Linked DNA regions of Mus musculus: region 1 is linked to region 2. A link is a contact called in public Hi-C data. All regions are on one chromosome and are shown on one strand. Each heading gives the region's core, a stretch centred on a gene start, on an enhancer-like site or on the middle of the called end of the contact. The rest is flanking DNA. Distances are from core to core; before and after follow the strand shown.

The links. A called contact is a pair of places that touch in the nucleus more often than the background predicts.
Region 1: a contact with region 2 is called in a Hi-C map of Th1 cells, with 2.9 times the contacts expected there. The contact joins the enhancer-like site here to the promoter of Il2 in region 2. A contact is called at or near these places in 2 of 484 Hi-C or Micro-C datasets (Th1 cells and group 2 innate lymphoid cells), 1 of 115 datasets of contacts at active chromatin or transcription factors (CD8 T cells) and 2 of 9 other capture datasets (adipose tissue and liver).

What each region holds. Positions count from the first base shown.
Region 1 is chr3:37,270,039-37,275,596 of GRCm38.p6, forward strand. No RefSeq gene overlaps it. Among named protein-coding and RNA genes, the nearest start is that of Cetn4, 40 kb to the right of the region's middle. Within about 2 kb of position 2,898, at least 16 of the 459 cell types and tissues checked have an H3K27ac peak or open chromatin away from gene starts, as enhancers often do. A contact at or near this core is called in CD8 T cells and Th1 cells, where this site is marked.
Region 2 is chr3:37,122,354-37,127,816 of GRCm38.p6, forward strand. It overlaps Il2 (interleukin 2), which reads right to left and starts at 3,601. Exons shown (of 4, transcript NM_008366.3): 1 at 3,365-3,601; 2 at 3,206-3,265; 3 at 637-783. The coding sequence starts at 3,553.

The DNA.
Region 1 (5,558 bases), core at 1,648-4,147, 150 kb after region 2:
TAAAGAGAGGAAAAACCACAGATATGTTTCCCTAGTGCCTCTAACAAGTACCGTGAGTGAACAGTGGACATTACCCACAAAGCCAGAGCTGGTGGGGGAAATGCCCGTGTGAGATTAATCCAGGATCTGCTAGTTTCTGCTTTCATGTGTGTGTGTGTGTGTGTGTGTGTGTGTGTGTGTGTGTGTGTGTGTGTGTGTTTTCCAAGTTCTAAACTGGTTGGGCAGCAAACTCCAGGCAAGGATCTACCTGCTTCCATCTTCCCAGTACTAAAATCACAAGCAAGCACCACAACACCTAGATTGTTTTGGTTTTGGTTTATTATGAGTTCAAACCTAAGTTTTTACGCTTGCAAGGCGCGTTTTTATCAGCTGCGATACAGCTCTGGCCCTCAGCAGGCTTTCTTCCATGACATGTTATTACATGCCCACCAGAAAGTAACTTACATAAACAAAGCAAGTGATAGTAAATAATTACCATAAATCTTCTATATGAGAACTGGGGAGCATTTCCATGCAATTCCATGTAAATCACCTGTCTGCTCTCCCAATATCTCATTCCCAAGCCCTCTGGCTCATACTGGGTTTTATCCTCACAAAACCCTAAGGTGTGGATGTATTAACTTCCTCTTCTTTGCAGATGGGTGGAATGGAAGATGATCTCCAAAAGCCACAGTGTGGGTGAATGACAGATCAGGGCTATTTCACCAGCCATTCTGTCCTCCAAGCCTTCTGTCCATCACCTTGGCATCAGTGGACTGTTTGTATCATTTCTATCTAGCTACCTATCTATCTGTCTGCCTGTCTGTCCATCTGTCTCTCTGTTCCTCCATCCATCTGTCTATCTATCTATCTATCTATCTATCTATCTACCATGTATCTATCTATCATCCATCTGTCTGGCATCTTTTTAAATTATATGACTACAAGTGTTTATTGGAGAAAATCTTTAAACATAGAAAATCACAACTAAAGCCACAGTTTAAACTTGGTACTTGTGTAGCATGGTACCTTTTTATTGATAATAACTTTCCCATGTTCCCCTTGGTAGAGATGGACAGAGCAGTGTGGATAATAAATGTACCATTCTTTTCAGAGGTCCATCTCTCCATATGTCTTCATATGCACACAATGTAACGTCAGAATTTAGTAGGATCAAATAGACTATTAAATGATTCTGGACTAACTTACTCATTTGAAAAGAGAGGCCTATAGATGACCCATGTGTCTGAATAACCTAAAACCTACAATTATTGAGAGGACTTCTCAGAGAATAGACAAAGCATGTCCCAGCTCTGTGCACATACAGAAGTGAAGATAACCTACCCCTTCCCTGGGTATGCTAACCTACAGGCAGCCGCTGCTGCCATCTGTTGGCAGTGTGTGGAAGTGATGCATTTCTTCCTAGGTGCATAACATGGTTCCTTTTAGGCAAATCCTTAAATATGAGAGCCCTTGAAGAAAGAAAGAAGTGGGAGGGGCACAAAAAGAAGAAAAGGAAGGGGAAAGAAAAAGGCAAGTGCATGCAGAGTCAGACATGGTTCAAATACTAGCAGTTCCAGTGTAATTAAACAGTCTTTGTTTCCCATCTTTAATGGGGATGCTGTCTAGTTCATAGAGATGTTGTAAGAATTAAATAACAATACATACTAACCTGACCAAATGCTATCCCACATCTCTGTGACTGAACACAGTGGCAGTCAGTTCCCTTCTGAGTTGTAACATAGGGCAAATATTGTTTCCTCCAGTAACGCTTCAACTTGAACTTTCCAGATTATCTAGGATGCCAGCCAGGAAAGCAGGAGGAAAGGGTGTGGTGTTTGCAAAAGTAGAATTTGTAGACCAGACATGGTCTTCTACTGCACACTGCTAACTGCATCTCAGTACCACAATGGTATCAGCTGCCTGAAAGGTTGGAGACAGCAGCTCAGCATTCCAGCTAAAGAACATGAGAAGTTCAATGATCCCATGCCTTAGTAGCTCAGATGGGGGCACTTTCTATGAGAAACATCTTTAAGCTTGTTCTTGAAGGACCTACTGGCCGTGGAGAGTGGAGATGAGATGTGGGGTGCTACACAAGAAAGCCCTGAGGAGCATCCCAAACAAGAGGCCATGATGAGGAAAGACGTCTGACTAAAGAGATGATGTGTTATGTAGGTAGAGAGTAAACTAAAAGGAAGTTTGACAGGTAGTATTAAGGAGTCAGTGAGAGGCTTCCAGGCTTGGAGAGCTGTACTAGATCCAGAGAACCCCAGGAGAAAGCCAGCAGCCCTGTGAAAAAATCAACTGGTTACTGTAAGAAAAAACCAGAGTGCAACACAACACTTGATGCCTTTTATCGAACTTCTGAACTTCAAAAATCTGAGTGCTGCATTAAACAATCCTCTGAATGTTTTCAAGATTCTACAACTGTTCCAGGGGCTGGGCGACAGCTTTATGTGGTAATGGAAAAACAATGGGGATATGGCAAGAATCAATGGGTTACACTGAGAAGAGAGTCCCCCTATGTCAGAGAACAAATAGGTAGCCAAGACGTGAGTCAGAACAAACTCAGAAAGCACCTAGAAGCCTTCCCTGTTTGAAGCACACCAGCCAGTTTCACATGGGTGAAGTTTGGTTTTAAAGAAGACAAACCGAAAACACAACTTGTTTGTTTAGATTTTGTGATCCTCCTGGAGACTTCAGGGCGGCTCTAGGCAACGTGAAGGGAGAATGATCTTCATTGTAGCACAGTGGTAGAGCACTTTCCTGGCAAGCACGGGGTCCTGGGTAATTTCTTCCTGGAAACATTGGGTTTCCTTGGAGAGAACAAGAGTGCACAGGGTCATTGTCTCCTGGCCCACATGTGATGAACTTGTTGAAGCAGGTACAGGCACAAGTCCAGTCCTGTACATACCCAGGTTTGAGAGAAGGTCTCGTGTCTCAGAACACTAGCAAAGCCCAGACAACACCCCTGACCGACTTTAGCTCTTACAGCATTCAAAAGGAACATATTTGTCTTTATTTTTAAGGAAAAGATTAGATTTTAGATGAATGGTTATTTGCTGTGTGCTACATCTTTATTTACACAAATAAAATATCCTACTGTTAAAAACAACCCACGTGACCTTGGCAAGTGCCGAGTCTGCTCTGGGCTTTGGACTTTTGTTTTCTTCTCTATACAACATAGGATTCAATTATATAATCTCTGAGGTCTCTTTCTGATCTGAAACAACAAATTCTAGAATAACTTCCTGTTTCTGGTGAAGCGACATGAATCTTGAGGTTACTTTATCGCATCACAAGAAATCTCTACCATTGTTGAAAAACCTAGCACTCCACGGAGGGAGCCCTGGGGGAAGCGTTATTTAGGGGCAGCATCACGCCTTCATGGCTGAGCCCAGAGCAGCTTACCTTATACCCCAGACAGGAAGGGACAAGAGCTTTAGTCATACCCATCTGCTTCCCAAAACCATGGCTCTGCACTGAAGTCCCTTCCTGTGTGCACTTCCCAACTGGACATGGGTTTGATTGCTAGCCTCCCCTTAGACCTTATCTGATTCAGTATTTCTACATAAGCCCATACCTCTCTGAAGGATATTTACTCTAAAAGCAGGAATATATCCTGGTGTAGCAATTTTAATAGTGTCCAGCACAGCAGGTGATGTTGTGAGTGATAACAATTGCTGGAAAACATCAGATTTCTAGATCGTGAGGAGCCATCTGCAACTAGTTAAGAGTAAATTGATTGCCATTATGTTAAATGCATAAGTCAGTCTCCCATCTGTACAATGGCTGGCTGCTGCCACATCACGCTGTAGAACAGAACTGCCCCATCACCACAGAGAGCCCACCTGACAGTCTGCCCACGTGCTGATCAGTCACATAGAAATGCCAGAGAGCTTGGGAGGCACTTAGACTTTCTTCTATGTGGGTTGGCTCAACTAGTTTCAGCATCATATAACTCGCCACCTCACAAAGTGGCCCATTCTACTCTTGGAAGACTTCGTATTAGAAAGCTGGTCCTAAGGAATCAAGAATGCTGTCCCCCCCCCACACACACACACACATACACCGTATGCACAGGGCAATTGTAATGATTCCTCTCTCTAGCGATTCAGAGTGCAACTCAGTAGTAGAGTACTTAGCCAGCATACATGAGGTCTTACGTTCAGTCCTCAGCACAGAAAGAAAACACAAATGAGTACCCGTAAGTTTTGAGAGTTGAATTCTTTAGTTCGAATCTCATCTTCCTATGTTGCTGTCCCTTGTCTTACTTTTGTCGCCCCTTTCCTCATTCTCTCTCACCCTCCCTCTCTCCCTACCTGTCTGTCTGTCTGCCTGCCTGCCTGTCTCTCTGGTCTTGATAGAGACCAACCCTACTGAGCCATAGCCCCTTGTTTTATTGGCTTTGCACTGCACACTTTCCGAGAGCATGCCTATTTCTTCTCCAGCAGAGCAACGATTATGCAGATTGTGTGTCCGTGTGTCAGAGCACAGAACAACTTCCTGCATCTCCCCCCAGGTCTAAATGTAGAAACCTCTAAGAGGCTTGCTTTAGTTTGACATTTTGCAACTGAAAGAGGACATCAGAAGCGCTGGGGATGAATGGTATACTTCAAAATGGTGTCTACAAAAGAGGTTCTAAATGTCGGGCTCCACAAGAAAAGGCATCTCTTCCTCGTGGGTGGAGACTGCAGGGGAGATACAGTGTTAAGTGCCACATACAGCTTCAGACCTGCTCAACAAATGCCAGTGGCGTCTATGCTGGGCCAGCAGATAACCAAGATGTTGCTCCTAACCTGCAGGTGCTATCAAAAAGGCCAGTTGTTCCTTTCAAAACTTAGCACCAAAACCTAAGTGATTTCAGCCAACGTTGATAGTTCTGGGTACAACTGATAAACCAGCTATCAACTTTACACACAAAAGGATTGATACCTGACTCGTTTCATCAGCTTTAACATGTGATCAAAATTAACACTATCATCTGTGTAGCGCATATATATATATATGTGTGTGTGTGTATATATATATATATATGCAAACACACATATATACCTATATCCATGGATTCTGCATCCATGAATTCAACCACTGGTCAAAAGTACTTTGAGAACATACAGAGTCTGTAGTAAAGATTTTTAAAAATATTTTTATTTAAGTGTATATGTGTATGTCACTGTATGAATATATACCAACTGGGTACATTCCCACAGAGCACAGAAAACAGCATCAGATCCCAGGAGCTGGACTTACAGGCAGTTGGGAGCCTACTGACATGGGTGCTGGGCACTAAACTCAGATCCTCTACAGCAGCAATATATATGCTCTTCACCACTGCAGATTTCCTTCTTGTCCTTATCCCCTCCACATCCCAGTATGACTGTTTATATTGCATTGGATGTAAATAATCCAAAGATGAGTTAAATCACAAGAGGATTGCATAAATACTATGCAAATTATATGACAATTATATGCAGATATGTAAGGTATGTGAGCATCTGGTCACTTGGGAGGTATTTGAAAGGGTACCTGTGATAGATGGATAGATAGATAGATAGATAGATAGATAGATAGATAGA
Region 2 (5,463 bases), core at 2,351-4,850:
ATCCTGTCTCAAAAAAACAAACAAACAAACAAACAAGAAACAAACAAACAAAAAAAACAAAAACAAACAAAACAAAACCTCAAATGGAAACAGTGCACTGAAATGTGACTTTGGTTTGGAAAGGACTAGCCCACACCCTCTTGGAGGCTTGCTGCTACTGTCTCACCAGAGTCCATGATTCTTGTGCATTTAAAAACAAAGCTCTGCAGTGGGCTCTCCCCGTCCTGCTCTGTCCATTTTAATGGCTGCCATTTTTGGAGAGAAATGTCTGTTTTTCTACCAATACCAGCACAACTTCTCTGGAAAAACTTTTCAGATAATTTTTTCTGATCTGATGAATGTAACACCAGCAAGAGTTGCTTGTTTCTTGTGGAATTCTACTCCGTGCTTTCTCTCACATCCAGTTCTATGCTGGTGTGGAGGGAGCAGAGTGTTCATGTTCCCAGTTTCCTTGCAGGTGATGGTAGGTGGAAATTCTAGCATCATCCTACAGTGGAAGGATTCACTTGCACAGTGACTTTAAACTTTGGCTGACTAAATGCACAGAACCCATCAAAGACCAGAAATGGCAAGCCACTTAAAAATGCATTTCTTCTCTATTTTATTTCCAGATTAGCAAATAAAGCAACACCTTACCTTTAGTTTTACAACAGTTACTCTGATATTGCTGATGAAATTCTCAGCATCTTCCAATTGAAAGCTTTTGCTTTGAGTCAAATCCAGAACATGCCGCAGAGGTCCAAGTTCATCTTCTAGGCACTGAAGATCTTTCAATTCTGTGGCCTAGAGGAGTAATAAGCTTAACCATCAGCTCAGCTCACCACATACTGAAGAGCCAGAAAGTTAGTCTGCAGTCTCTCTAATCAAGAGAAGGCAGCACATAGCTTTTACCACTCCCTGTCCTCTGTAAAGGGGGACTGAGGTAATCGATGCCATAAATCTAGAAGAGCAAGAGCTCACAACCATAAGGGTCACCTTGACTGTTAGGCCACTCTAGTGAGCTCTTCTGGCTTCATTAGACTTTGTAAAAAGTCTGTGTTTCTCTACCAATGCATAGCACAAGTTCAGACTATTGTTCCAATCTACAAAGAAATCTGCAAGGTTCACATTCTAATATCTAATCGCAGAGTTGAGAATCACAGAAGGGTAAGGGACAGGAATCCTTGGATGCCAACTGTCATAGGCCTAAATCTTACAGATTAGGTTATCATGGCCCTGACTGAGGGGTGTCAAGATAGCCAGGAAGACACATGTAATATTTTTTAAATTTATACTTCTCTGCAATTACTAAAGATGAGTTTTTTAAAAACCCATATGTCAAGCTAGGAAGATGGCTTTTAAGGTAAAGGTACCTGCCACCAAACTTGATGATTTGAGTTCAATTGCAGTGACCCACCCACATTGTGGAAAGAATGGCCCAACTTTCATATTTCGTCTTCTGACCTCCACAGTTACACTGTGATACACATGCACCTCCACACATACATACATACATACATACATACATACATACATACATACATACATACATACATAAAATGTAAAATCTATTTGTCCCAATGAAAAAAGTCATAACATTTTGGCAGAACACTTGGGAGAATTTTTCTGATCCATGTATGAAATAATGTTTAAATACATCATGCATACTTACATACATATACAGGGAAAAAGGATATTGTCTAGCTCTATAGTACACTATGATTTCCATAAAGTCAGCTGCTTTAAGTCTACAGTGAACTGTGTTATCTCCATTTTACCAAGTCTCACAATCAGTGTCTTTCCCACAACCACATGAACGGGGAGCAAGGGTGGCCCGGTCGGTCGGTCGCTCCTTTCATTAACCACAGCCTTTGAATTACATGCTTCTATTGTTTTTAAAATCTTACATACCGAATGCAGGTTAAATGAAAACATCAGCAGAATTTACCACATTACTCTTGTTTTCAATAATTATTTTAAAACTTAGATTTCTAGGAATTTCACCACTCTCTAAATTAACATGATCTCTGTTGTTTCTCTAACAATCCTTAGAGGAAGAGGTTTGACAAGATAACACGTAGTTCCTGATTGGTCTGCTATTGACCTTCCAACTTGTTATGGTGTGTCTTGGGTATTCAGTGTGGAGCTCCTTCCCTCACAGAACTCTCCAGTTTGTTACTGTGGGAGCTGAACATTATGTGACTGTAATTAAGCTGGAAGAGCAACTGGGGCCTTTCTTTTTCATCTCCTGTAGAACAGCTAGAGGCAAAGTTCCCCTGACTCAATAGGAATGGGTCAACAGCTGCCTCTTTGTCCCCTTAGATCCCATTTTGCTCTAGGCTTGGATTTACTTGGGACAAGCTCTTTCTAGGACCAAAGTTATCCATTCTCTTTTGACTTTCGGGACTAGAGCAAATTTCTACCCTTGCTGGAGTTCTAAGAGCTTGTGTAAGCTGTTTTGTATCACACAACATTCTGCCTCCAAAGGAGACCAAAAAACCTTTCAATATTGAGAGATAGTATCATGTAGTAATATTACAGCTCTCTAGTTCCACTAGTTAAAAGAGACTGTATAAATCCAAAATTGTTTTATACATCTCGGACTTCTTCTCTAGCACTAATAGTGTGTTTATGTGCTGTTGGCCAGACACTGTTCTGAAACCTGACAAGTGATAAGCATAGCAATGATCATTTATGTAAGTGGGTGAATGAGCATAGACAACTTCCTGAGGCCATGAGAGCTAGGCCCTAGCAGGGCTGGACTCCACTGCAGATCATTGGCCCTAGAATCTTAACATTGGTTATGCTGCTCCTCAAAAATGCAGTCATAGGAATCATTCTTAAAACAGTAAAGTGTGTGTAAAATGAGACCCTCTCAAGTCAATTTTTACATTTAAGAAGCTGAAATAATGCACCTCTCTCAAATATCTGTAGGACAAGCATAAAACAGAAATCAACAGTCTTTAAATTATCCCAGCATCAAAATGCAATCATCTTGCATTTTCTTCTCATTCCCTTTCCCAACACATAAATACACAGGAAAAATGTAAAGAAAACCATTTAAAAGAAGTACCATTGTCAAGATTTTTTTACAGAGAGATATCAGAGAAACTTATTTTCTTCAGATGAGGTACTATTCATCTGGTCACATGTTATTTACACGTTATACACATGTATGTTACTTTGAATTCATTAGAGCACCAGTTAAACACAGAAACTCACTCACCTGCTTGGGCAAGTAAAATTTGAAGGTGAGCATCCTGGGGAGTTTCAGGTTCCTGTAATTCTGAGAAAGCGTAACACATTATTATTAAAGGTTATTAAACACAGCCTTTGGCAAGAAAGCTAAAGGTATTGCCTATAGATGGGATGGCTGTGCACTTACCTCCATCCTGCTCAGGAGCTCCTGTAGGTCCATCAACAGCTGCTCCAGGTGCTGCTGCTGCTGCTGCTGCTGCTGCTGCTGCTGCTGTGCTTCCGCTGTAGAGCTTGAAGTGGAGCTTGAAGTGGGTGCGCTGTTGACAAGGAGCACAAGTGTCAATGTGACACAGGATGCGAGCTGCATGCTGTACATGCCTGCAGGACTTGAGGTCACTGTGAGGAGTGATTAGCAAGGGTGATAGGCAGCTCTTCAGCATGGGAGGCAATTTATACTGTTAATGCTGGAAAAATAATATGGGGGTGTCACGATGTTTTACATATTACACATATTTTCAAAGAGTCTACCTGTGTGGCAGAAAGCATTACCTTTGTTTTTCCTCTTCTGATGACTCTCTGGAATTTCTTTAAACCCCCATACACTGACTGAATGGATTTAGGTGAAATCCCTCTTGGTCGGGTTAGCCCACACTTAGGTGGCAGTTTTAATTCATACAATGAACGCCTTCTGTATGAAACAAATTTTCCTCTTTGGGGTGGAGACACAAAAGTAACTCATGAAAATGTTCTCTTTGTCAAAACCATCCTGAACCTGTAAGCAGCCTGTTGTGGTGGACAAACGCAAGAGGAGATAGATGAAAAGAATAAATCTTTTAGATTTGTTGATTAGACAGGAAGGATATTGGTTTCCTGTTTCAAGATGGTTTTACCTTCTTATCTACACAATGAGCTAATTGCACACAGGGTGATAGATGGCTTCATACAGTTAGCCAGAGAAATAGTAAGCTAAGGACACCTAAAATGCTTGTTGAGCTTGAGGTACTATTTTGTCGTTGTTGTTTTAAATTTAATTTAACATATTTTGTGTAAGTGTCTTGATGTTTATTATGCTTTTTAAAAAGAGTATGATGTCCAACAAATTCTCAGGAAGGGTTGCATCTAAGGATGTTGGTGTTATTTTATATGTCTCTAGTTGCACTTTCATTTTTAAAAAATATTTTCACGTGTGTACACACACATGTGTTCATGTGTGTATGAGTATGTGCATGTGCGTGCACATGTATGTGTGTGTGAGCATGTTTATGTGCGTGTGTATATGAGTGTGTGTGTGTGCATGTATGCATGTGTGTATGTATGTGTACATGCATTTGTGCACATGTATTATGAGTGTGTGTGTGTGTGTGTGCCACAGTACACCTGTGGAGGTCAGAGACCAACTCTTGCTAGTAACTTCTCTCCTGTCACCTTGTGTGACTCAGAAATCTAAACACAAAAGTCATCCAGTCTGTGTGCCTACCTCTGCTACTAGCCTCTACCTAGCCTTTACCACTGAGCCATCTTGCCAACCTTCTTCCCCCTAATTCAGTAGATTTGGGTTTATCCTAAAAGTACCTGGGCACTCTGAGAGTAATAGCTAGGGACTATCCCACGTGTTCTCAGTGGGTCACCTGAATAGGATACATTGGATTCCTTATCCTCCGTGTAGTACACTGGCTGCGTGATGGAGTAGGAACATAGTTCCAAATCAACTGGTAGAGACGGGGTCTTTCTTAGGGAGCTTGCCTGTGGTGTCCCCATTTCTAATAACTTGTACTGGTCTAGTCTTTATGCAGACATTTATCTACCATCTAAAACATCCTGGGGTACATAGAAAGGGAGAAAATATGTGCAAATACACAGATTAACATAAGCCTCACCACACACCTACCCCATTTTGTAGATTTGAAAACTGAGGATGTAGGGTGATGAGATGACTAAGGGGCTTGCTATACAAACCTTGCTCTCTGATCCCTGAACTTACATAAAGGTGGAAGTCAGTTCTCACTGACTCCACAAGTTGTCTTTGACTGCTACATGCACACTGTGGGTAGATTAGATAAATCATTGAGGTTACTCAGCCTTATTGCCAGTAAAGGGTAGGGTGAAGATTCGAAACTAGAATGTTCTGACTCCAGAATCTACTCTCACACCATCTGTCTTCCTATTGACCTGATCCTTGGATGGAGACAGATAACATCCTAGAAATGTTGGATGTTGGGCAATGTAAAGAGTTTTGAGATAGTTACTTTAAGTGTAATTTTGATGCTGGGGAATAGTGAAAGCAGG